2 separate regions of the Sus scrofa genome follow, and region 1 is linked to region 2. The links are chromatin contacts, called in public HiChIP or PLAC-seq maps. All regions are on one chromosome and are shown on one strand. The core of a region is the stretch at or near the end of the contact, and the rest is flanking DNA. Distances in the headings are between cores, read along the strand shown.

Region 1 (4,522 bases), core at 1,069-3,568, 68 kb after region 2:
CTCCGACTTCCCATCACTGTACTATCCTGCACAGTTTGCTGCAACCCTACACCCTCCTCCTTGTCTCACCCTTTTCCCTGGTCTAAGCTTTGCCTAGGGAATACAGCATGTGACTGCCAGTCTAGCAAGGAGACAGTTCTTGAGAAATCCTCCCACACCCAGTGCTCCCAAGCTCCCCTCAAGGGAATGGTGGGATGTGATCTGCAGAAGGCACAGCCTAGGGAAACAAGAGGTTGGCATAGAATCCTGGTGCCCTCCTGCTGGAAGGGCCCTCAAGAGAGTTCTTCACACCCACCCTCCCTCAACTAGCTGGACAGTAGAAAGATGTGTCGAATAACAAATTCCTGGCTGAATGCATAGTGGATTAAATGAACGAAGGATGAGTTCACCCCTCCAGAAGTCTCTGCCATCCCACTTGAATAGAAAGCTAACTTTGAAGCCACTCTGTTCTCCGTGGCACGATTTCGTACATAACTCAGCTTCGGAATATGGTTGCCATCTGCTGCCAGTGCACAGGACTAAGGAAGTATTAGAGAGGGTAGGGGAAGGACGGTAGAGAAGAAAAGAGACACTCAAAACAAGCTAATGATCTCCTTTGTGTTGGAATCTAGGTTTCAGAACATCAGTCTTGTACTTCAAGAACAAAACACCAGTGTGTCTTAGACCACACCAGGCGCCGGCACATCAGATAAGACCTGTGCTGTGTGGCTCAGCCACCGAGCCTCAAGAAGTTCTAAAAGTGAAATTAAAGGAGCAAACTGAGGAAACTGAAAAGAGAAAGGCTTTAGGGTAAAACACAATCAGGAGGGCTCTGCAGATATGTGTCTTAGGGTTACATTAGTTCAGAAATTAATCTGCTCATTAAAGAGCTGGCAAATGCTGTAAATCCCAGGAATTTAAGAATCTGTAGAAGAAAGGAGACACTTCTATACACTCTGAATACATGGTGATTCTTTAGAAGACACTCAGGGTGAAAGTGACCCAGCTATTATGCATTATTGGGGATTTAAACTGTTGATTAAGAGTTAGAAATGGCTGTACTAGAGGCATGGGTGGGTGGTCCTTTAGAAACAGAAAAGGCTGTCAAGCAAAGCCAAGTCAGCCAGAGAACATCTCGGAAAGGCAACGAAGGGCCCTCGGACCTTCCTAGTTTCCCTGATATCTGTATAAATTGTTAGCTATGGCACCGAATCATACTGCTAGTTTATATACTGAAATGATGTGAAATAATTATTCATCCGGGGATATACACTAGTGAAAAAAAAGTACAGTTAACTTTGCTTTTAAAAAGCAAGTTAAAGCTAGTTAAAGCAGGTATTGTTAATATCTTCAGCAGTTCTGTATTTCAAGTTTGAGAATTTGCAAGGTGGGGAGAAGGAAATCCTTTTGGCCCTGCAAGGAAATAATCTCATCCAAGATGTATATAATCTAAATTTAGAAGCACTGACAAACCTAAGCATGCAAAAAGTCACTTTAGGGAGAACGAAGTGATTGCCAAGCAGTATGTCACACACAGTGCCTTGGTGTGGCTGAAACAGTAAATATTTGTTGGCTCTGGGAGCTCTGGCCTTGACTTCTGTCTGCCATCAGGAACAAGTCATACAACTGTGACTCAACCATAATTAGAATATTAGTAATGCCTTAAATCTATCTTGCATACAGTTTCTCTTCTTCGGAATGCTTCGTGCCTTCACATTCTGTTTGTCCTGTAACATCCTTGTGAAGCACAGACATCTTTCTTTTGCACGTGGAATAACTGGTCCACAAAGGAATAACAATTCTTTGTCTTGAAATATGAAATGATTGATAACCATTATATGACACAGCTCATTGTATTATTTTTCACATTATTTCAGGTTCCCCAAGCAAAGGACATATTTTATCTTTCTCATTATTATTTTTAATTGGTTTTCAGAAAAGTTGAGATAAAAACAGAATTTAACAAATATCCCATGGAGATAGTTGATGTTCTCTTTTCTTTCAAGAATAAATTAAGACCTTCTCTGCTTCTCTCTCCTGGCTCTCTCGGCAAATAGTCAAAATCCCATGCCAATTTTCAAATGAATAAGGGTTCATTCTAATAACTGGCTCACAGTCCCCTCTACTAAGGAAACAGCCTTGTAAATTCATGTCTGGAACCTGCCGAAGTTACTTTTGGTTATAAACCTTAACAGTTTGACCTGAAGGTTTTTAAACATGACTAATATGTGACCTGGTTGTGAGTTCAGCAATAAATTTATACCCAGTATGTGAAAGGCCAAAGAGAAAACTAGAGCCTTTTATTCTCTCTGGTGACCTGCACTAAATATTGCATATTTACTTTGTAAATGAGGACACCCAGTGGCCACCAAGTGAAAAGATTCTAAACAATCCCTGACACTGTTTATGCAAATATAAATACCCCTTATCAAAGCTGATTGATAGATATCTCTGTAACATCTGTTACCAAGCAGTTTAGCTTCCCTAAGTTAGGCAAGAGTGGTAGGAATTTGGCCTGATCTTTTTTTTTCCTAATTTACTGTCAACTTTTATTTATTTATTTTTCATTTTATTGTAGTTGCCTTATAATGTGTTAATTTCTGCTGTACAGCAGAGTGATTCAGATATATCTGTATTATTTCTCATATTCTTTCACATTTTGGTTTCTCACACGATATTGAATATAGTTCTCTGTGCTCTACAGTTGGACCTTATTGTTTATCTATCCTATATACACCAATTTGCATCTGCTCATCCCAAACTCCCAATCCTCCCCGACACCTGCAGCCATTAGGTCTGTTCTCTATGTCTGTGAGTCTGTTCTGTTTTGCAGATATGTTCATTTGTGTTGTATTTTAGAGTCCACGTATAAGTGATGTCATATGATATTTGCCTTTTTCTTTCTGACTCACTGCTTAGTATGATTATCTGTAGGTCCATTCATGTTGAGTGAGTAGTATTGTGTGTGTGTGTGTGTGTGTGTACATACACATTTACATATACACCACATCTTTATCCATTCCTCTGCTGAGGGACATTTAAGTTATTTCCATGTCTTTGGCCTGATCTTTTTTTTTTTTTTTTTTTTTTTGCTTTTTAGGGCCACACCTGCTGCATATGGAGGTTCCCAGGCTAGGGGTCGAATCAGAGCTACAGCTGCTGGCCTACACCAGAGCCCCAGCAACGCCAGATCTGAGCTGCATCTGCAACCTGTGCCGCAGCGCACAGCAATGCCGGATCCTTAACCCACTGAGTGAGGCCAGGGATGGAACCCGCAACCTCATATTTCCTAGTCAGATTCGTTTCCGCTGAGCCATGACGGGAACACCGACTCGATCATTTTTATATCACATCACAGATTAGTCATCTCTTCTCACTTTGAGTTACAAGGTGTGGCTCATCTTTAAGTTCCAATGAATCTTCAATGATAGGAGGACTTAATGAGCTGTCTCTTGGGGGAAGTGGAAGCAGAGAGATGAGGACAGTATGGTATGTGTCCAAAATCATTAATGAAGGAGCACAGATTGTGGGAAATACAGTGAACACATGAAAAACCAATTACCTTAGACCCTGAATTCATACTGAACATTGAAAGTCCCAGATGACTGGGAGTATGGTAATAAAGGACAGGAAGAAGAACATTACCCAGAACTGAAAGGACGGAACACCCCTGGGGCTCAGCCTACAGACATAGCCCAGAGAAAAGGCATACTCCTGGGAGCAGTAAGGCCCCCACACATTGTGAGCACCTTTGTGATGTGAGGGGGAGAGCTGAGCAAACAAACCCTCAGACAAGACCTACTCAGTGGAAAGAAGTATGTTGGTCAGTGTGAGGGATCTGATAATTTGTGGTCATGGTCATAGCCTTCAGGAAGTTTAGAGTCTTCTCATAGAGGTAAGGCAGGCACAATGAAGAAAAATGAAAAGACGCAATAATCAAGAACATACTGTTAAGGACTAACAATAGGAAGTTCAGACCTATTCCATGACATTCAGCTGCGAGAAACATTTCCCTATTTTTCTATAGAAAATCAAACCCAAGACCCCTAAGTCAGCAAGAAATTCAGTCAACTTTTACAGCTCTCCTCTCCCCTCTAGACTTATACAAGATTCATGAAATCTAGGGAAGGGTCAGTCAGACCCTTAGTCTATAATGGTCTCCATTATTGACATTACTTATCTACCTGACGAAGATGCCGTTGAGCCAGGTCCATCTGACTGCCCTGACCTACTGTATTAGGAGTAGACATACCCTTCACAGTGGTCCTTGCTACTGACAGCATGACCGCAGCCCAAGATCATTGTTGTTCCTCTGAAGTGAGTACCTTTTTATGCCCAGCCTCCAAAGGTGTGCCAAGTAATCACCCCAATTGGAGCTGTGTGCAGGGAAGAGACCTCATACCTTGGGCACCTTCTTCATTTGAGGGGAAGTTGCTTGTTTTCCTCCCTTGTCAAGCAACCTCAGTCTAACTTCAAAGCATCAGTCTCCCCTCCTCATTTTAGAAAGGACCCAGCTTCATTCCCCTTAGAGGACCTAGATTTA
Region 2 (4,896 bases), core at 160-2,659:
GACGTTCTGTTGAGTCATGTTTACTGTCCCCCTCAAAAAGGTTCCAAAAGCAAATGCAAGAGGTTGCCGAATGCAGGGACATGTGGCGTGCATGCTACTGAAGTGAGAGGCATAGCATACACCTGCTTTTTGGCTGTGGCAGGCCATCTTGACTGTGCCATGCCACAAGTTAGCATTTTGGATGAGCAATTGCCATTCTGTTGTTTTCTTCTCAACACATGGTGTTCAAAAACAGTTAAAAGAAAACTGTACCCATTTGCTCATCCCAGAAATCTAAAATTTCAAAGAAGCATGCCAAATTAATTTTCACATAATATTTTCCAAGCTTCTTCTTTGCACTGAGAAATGATATTTCACTTTTTGAACTCTTGGTGTCCCGGCCTGAGGTAAATGGGTGCAGTTTCTCTTTAAATGGCATTAAACATATCAAAGCAGGATTATATCTGTCACTGTCTTTTTTTTTTTTTTTCTAATGGAATCAAAATCCTTCAGGGAGTGTCCCAAATCCACATTAATGTCTTTGAGTGCTAATGTTTCCACTGGGACTTTTACATTAGCAAAATACAAGTGTGTGGTTTCCCCCCTTCTGCCGTCTGTATAAGAAAGAGATGACGGCACATCCTTATTCTCCATGGCCTTCAGCTAACCCCCGTCAAGGTGGAAGAAGAAGACTGGAGATTTTTGGTGCTAATGCTTCCTTCTCTCCTCCTTTCCTCCCCCGTAGGACCCCCCCACCCCCAAAAAAGCTAATGTGAATGCTGTTTCTAACACGGGGGAATGTTTGAAATCCCAACCATGAATTTTATTGAAAAAAAGGCTAACCGCATAACCATCAATACTATCTTTTGAGGGCCTATTACAACTTAAATTTCACCTTTGCTCCTGATGGTGGAAAAATTAGACAAATCCGCACGATGTCAGAACCTCGCTGTCAACACTTTAGTTTTTGATTTGAGGCTATTGGTCATGTGTCCTTATTATTGCAATATAATTCCTGTCCACCTCAATCCCTCTTTTTTACTTCTTTAGCAAAACAATTAAATGACATGTTGTCAGCTCATGATTATTAAGTGGCAATGAAAGGCTGCAGTGTTTTAGAGAGATAACAATTATAAATAAATAATTGTAGTATCATAATAAAACATTAAAAAATTCTCACATCACGTTTCGTCTTAGAACGCACCTTTTCCTTGCATTTGGCTATATCCTGGAAAGTTATAGTAGTTTGAGAATAAAACTGTGTTTACGTGTGGTGTAGAAGGGGCTAGAAAGCCCTCTAGCATCATTCGCCAACCCTTGTCCAGCGTCTTCCTTCTTTCAACACCATCCTGGCCACAGAACGCTTGAGTTCTGGAGCCCAGGCTCTGAGAGAGCCATCCCTGGAGAGCTGGGAGCTGCGTGCTTCTTAGCTGGCTCTTTGCATACTTTCACTTTCTGGAGCACTCTGGAGAACGACACTACTTCCTTAGACACTCTTCCTATCCCTCCCTCTTTCTTCCTCTCCTACACCCTTTCCCGCTTTTCTTTTCTTCCCTTCCTTTTCCTACCCCTCATGCAACTAGGCGGAAGCTTGAAGTGGAGTCTGTGTGTGTGTGGATGGTGGAACGCAGGGAGGAGGGATCTCCTGATGCCTGAGCCCACCACTAGGAAAGAAACTCGGTGTTTTTATTTAAACAACCTTTCCCCACAGCTAAGCCTTCATATGTGGAAGAAAAACTCAAACTTCTTTCCCTTTTCACACTTTATGAAGACAAGGTAAGCAGAGGCAGTGATAATGTCAACCCTGGATTAAAAATGAAGCCTTTATTCACAAACTAGATGCTCACCTTTAAAGATTTTTGAGGAAAAATCCCTATCTATTGGCAATTATTGGAGAATTGACTGTGCTAGATTTTTGTTTTGTGTGTGAGAATTGTGCATGTTTTTCTGTTATTGAAAGAGTTTGGGGATTTTGTTTGTGTTTTTAAGCATTAGTTGCACAAAAGCTTTGCAATGTCAGGTAGACTGTCTTCTATAGCTGGAAAAAAAAATGCCCTTTGTACATGAATCATTTGAATTTTCTACGTTTGGTATTCTTTTTGGTGACTCCAGTGTCAGTTTATTCATGTTAGCATATTTAAATGTCAAGGTGGCAGAAAATGTGTGTTTATATTTGTATAAACTTCTGCACACAATTTAGCACCATATAGCAGACACTCACTAAAAATATTGCCGATGGTATTCATAGTTGTTTCACCTCTGGGTTTCCCTCTTAGCAAACTTTGGCAAAGAACATGGGCTTTGTAGCTAGACAAAATTGGATCCGCGTATGCTTGTCATAAAGTACTTTCTACTTTGTGAGTCTGGTTAAACCACAATCTTGGTGTGCCTCAGTTTCTTCACTTGAAGAAAAGAGGGTGATAATCTCTACTCTGGAAGGTTTTTATTAGGATTAAATAAGATAATATAGGTAAATCCCCCAACATAGTGTCTGAAACATGGTAGGCACTTAAATTATTTCTCTCCTCCCTTCTTTTTAGGAGAAATGCCTGGATGATACGATCACTTCTCTGGTCTTAAGTTTACTATTAGTGATTTTCCTCCATATCCAAATTTTTTGAACCAGTTGTATTCATTAAGTTTTAGCCACTCAATTTTTGTTCATCTCAAAGGAAATCATTCTGCTGTGGCATATACTGAAATATAACTGTAAGCGAAATGACTTGGAGATTAGGTAGTGTGTTGGAGCTAATAGACACATGGCTCAGCCAGGTTCTTTGCTTTATCCCCAGCTCCACCCTCATCCTTGACCTAAATACTCTCTCAGAGACTGGGCCTAAGCGGAGCAGCAAGGCTGAGAGAGCCCTGTTTCTGAGCTACTCAGGGCACTGAATTGGGGGTAGAGTCTGAGGGGAAAGCATGTCCAAATGCATAGAACAAGTAAAATCAATGGCTTTAGATTTCGTGTACTAGAAACATTCCACATGATTTCCAGTCTCTGACTACGATATAGTGCCTTCTCTCTTAATTCAAAATTAATGATTATATTTTATATTCATCCAATGGGAACAAGTTTGACTACTCGATTATTTTACATGATTGCGTGGCAGATGTAAAACTCTTTGAAACAGCACAAACTGTGTCTAATTAAAAGTCTTTTATTTTCATAAGATTTGCACATTGTTGGAGCTCAATATATGTTTGTCAAGTTAAAAATTTAACCAGTGGCTTCTTGACCACCTGACCATGACTGTGATGTAGGATGCTATTTTTACTGTCTAGCAATGTATTTTATATATATAGCTAGGTCCATATCTATAGATATCTCTCTCTCTCTCTCTCTCTCTCTCTCTCTCTGTATTTACATATATATATATTTTTTTTTTTTTTCTTAAATAAGAGCTCTTAAGGAGCCCAGTTCCATGGGATCACTGATAGCTCTGAATCCATCTGTGGATTCATTACTGATAAAATTGCCAACTGCATAATTGACTCTGTGACCATTGGCAAGTCCTCAGTTTCCTCACTTACAAAATGACTAGATTAAATAATCACTAAGGTAGGAAACCCTTCCAACTCCATAATTCTGTTTCTTCTCTCTAGTGAGAAATGACATGTGTTTTTGAGAGCTGTTTATGCTATTTTTTGAACTTAGTGCAAGTTTTTCCCCTAATGCAAGAATCACAATTGAAATCTACTAGGGGGGTGGGAATTTGTACTTGCTTTTAAAACTCAGAGCAGCCACTGAAACTGATGTCTTTTCATTTCAATTATTTATCATGTAGACACTGGAATTCAACGTGGTAGGGCCAGCCTGACCCCCTAGAGGAGCCTACCTTCATTTCCAAAAAGAAACTGAAAGCTGCCCAGATCCCCACTTCTGGAATCCTTCAGGACCTTCCTCTTTATTGGAAATGAGACTTGCTAGTTCCAATCTGGCTTCATAGATGCTCTTCTAGACTCACAGGATATGCTTGATGTTAATGACAGTCTGCCCTAGTCAGTCTCACCATTTCCGGGGGCGGGGGGGTATTTCTGGTGTTTCGTTTGTTTGTTTGTTTGTTTTTGATACCTGTATACTTACTGTTGTGTGTCATAGAGTCTCATTGTCCCTATCTGGAAAGTGGGGAGAGGGGTCCTTCTTTTTTTTCTCTTCATTTTACAAGGAAAAAAACCCTAAATTGGACCTTTTGGATTAACATCTTCTCTTTTTACATCTGAATTTCAAAATCCTCTTTAAATGACCAATTCTTAAGGTTTCCATTACTGACAGCTGCCTTTGGGCGTGTCTCACTGATTTTATGGTGGGCATTTCCCCTTTCTGCTTTTTGTGAATTTTCTGTGTCCTGGCCCTCTCTATTGTCCAAACAATAGCTCCCGCCACCACCCCCCCACCAACCAAGTTGAGGCTTCTTGATTACCAAAGTAACCATGCAGACTCTATTTCTTTGCATGTATTTATTTATCTATTTATTGCTTTTCTTTTATTGCTCTTCCAGATGCTCCCACATTCCTGAAGCAAAAGAAAGGTCTTAACATTTAATTTCTTACATAATAAATTTGGATAAGCACCCAAGTATTAAATTTTTATGAGTGCTAAGGGGAAGACCCAGGCAACAGACACCAAATCTTATTTTTGGACAGCTACTTTACCGTACAAATGTGCAGCAACCGGGTAGCCAGGTCTTACACATTTGAATAAAAGAACGGGATTGTTGCCTTGTCTGTGTCAGGACCTCCTCCTCTTTGGTCTGTAGTGCAGTTCTGCTTTGGTTTAATTAATCCATTAAGGTCTATCTTAACCCTAGTCAGTAATGATGGAGGGGCTCACCGGAGCCATCTAGAATGGGAGAAATTAGATGGATAATGATTTTTGTGCTGATGATGTGTTCTGTCTTTTTATATAGTTGATCCCGT

The links. HiChIP or PLAC-seq counts read pairs in DNA pulled down with a chosen protein or histone mark.
Region 1: a contact with region 2 is called in an H3K27ac HiChIP or PLAC-seq map of skeletal muscle. The contact joins two enhancer-like sites. A contact is called at or near these places in 5 of 47 Hi-C or Micro-C datasets (fetal skeletal muscle, heart right ventricle, psoas muscle and 2 more) and 1 of 2 datasets of contacts at active chromatin or transcription factors (skeletal muscle).

What each region holds. Positions count from the first base shown.
Region 1 is chr13:145,615,358-145,619,879 of Sscrofa11.1, forward strand. All of the region lies in intron 8 of ZBTB20 (zinc finger and BTB domain-containing protein 20), which reads left to right. Among named protein-coding and RNA genes, the nearest start is that of DRD3, 150 kb to the right of the region's middle. Within about 2 kb of position 2,319, at least 17 of the 83 cell types and tissues checked have an H3K27ac peak or open chromatin away from gene starts, as enhancers often do. A contact at or near this core is called in skeletal muscle, where this site is marked.
Region 2 is chr13:145,547,977-145,552,872 of Sscrofa11.1, forward strand. All of the region lies in intron 5 of ZBTB20 (zinc finger and BTB domain-containing protein 20), which reads left to right. Among named protein-coding and RNA genes, the nearest start is that of DRD3, 220 kb to the right of the region's middle. Within about 2 kb of position 1,410, at least 10 of the 83 cell types and tissues checked have an H3K27ac peak or open chromatin away from gene starts, as enhancers often do. A contact at or near this core is called in skeletal muscle, where this site is marked.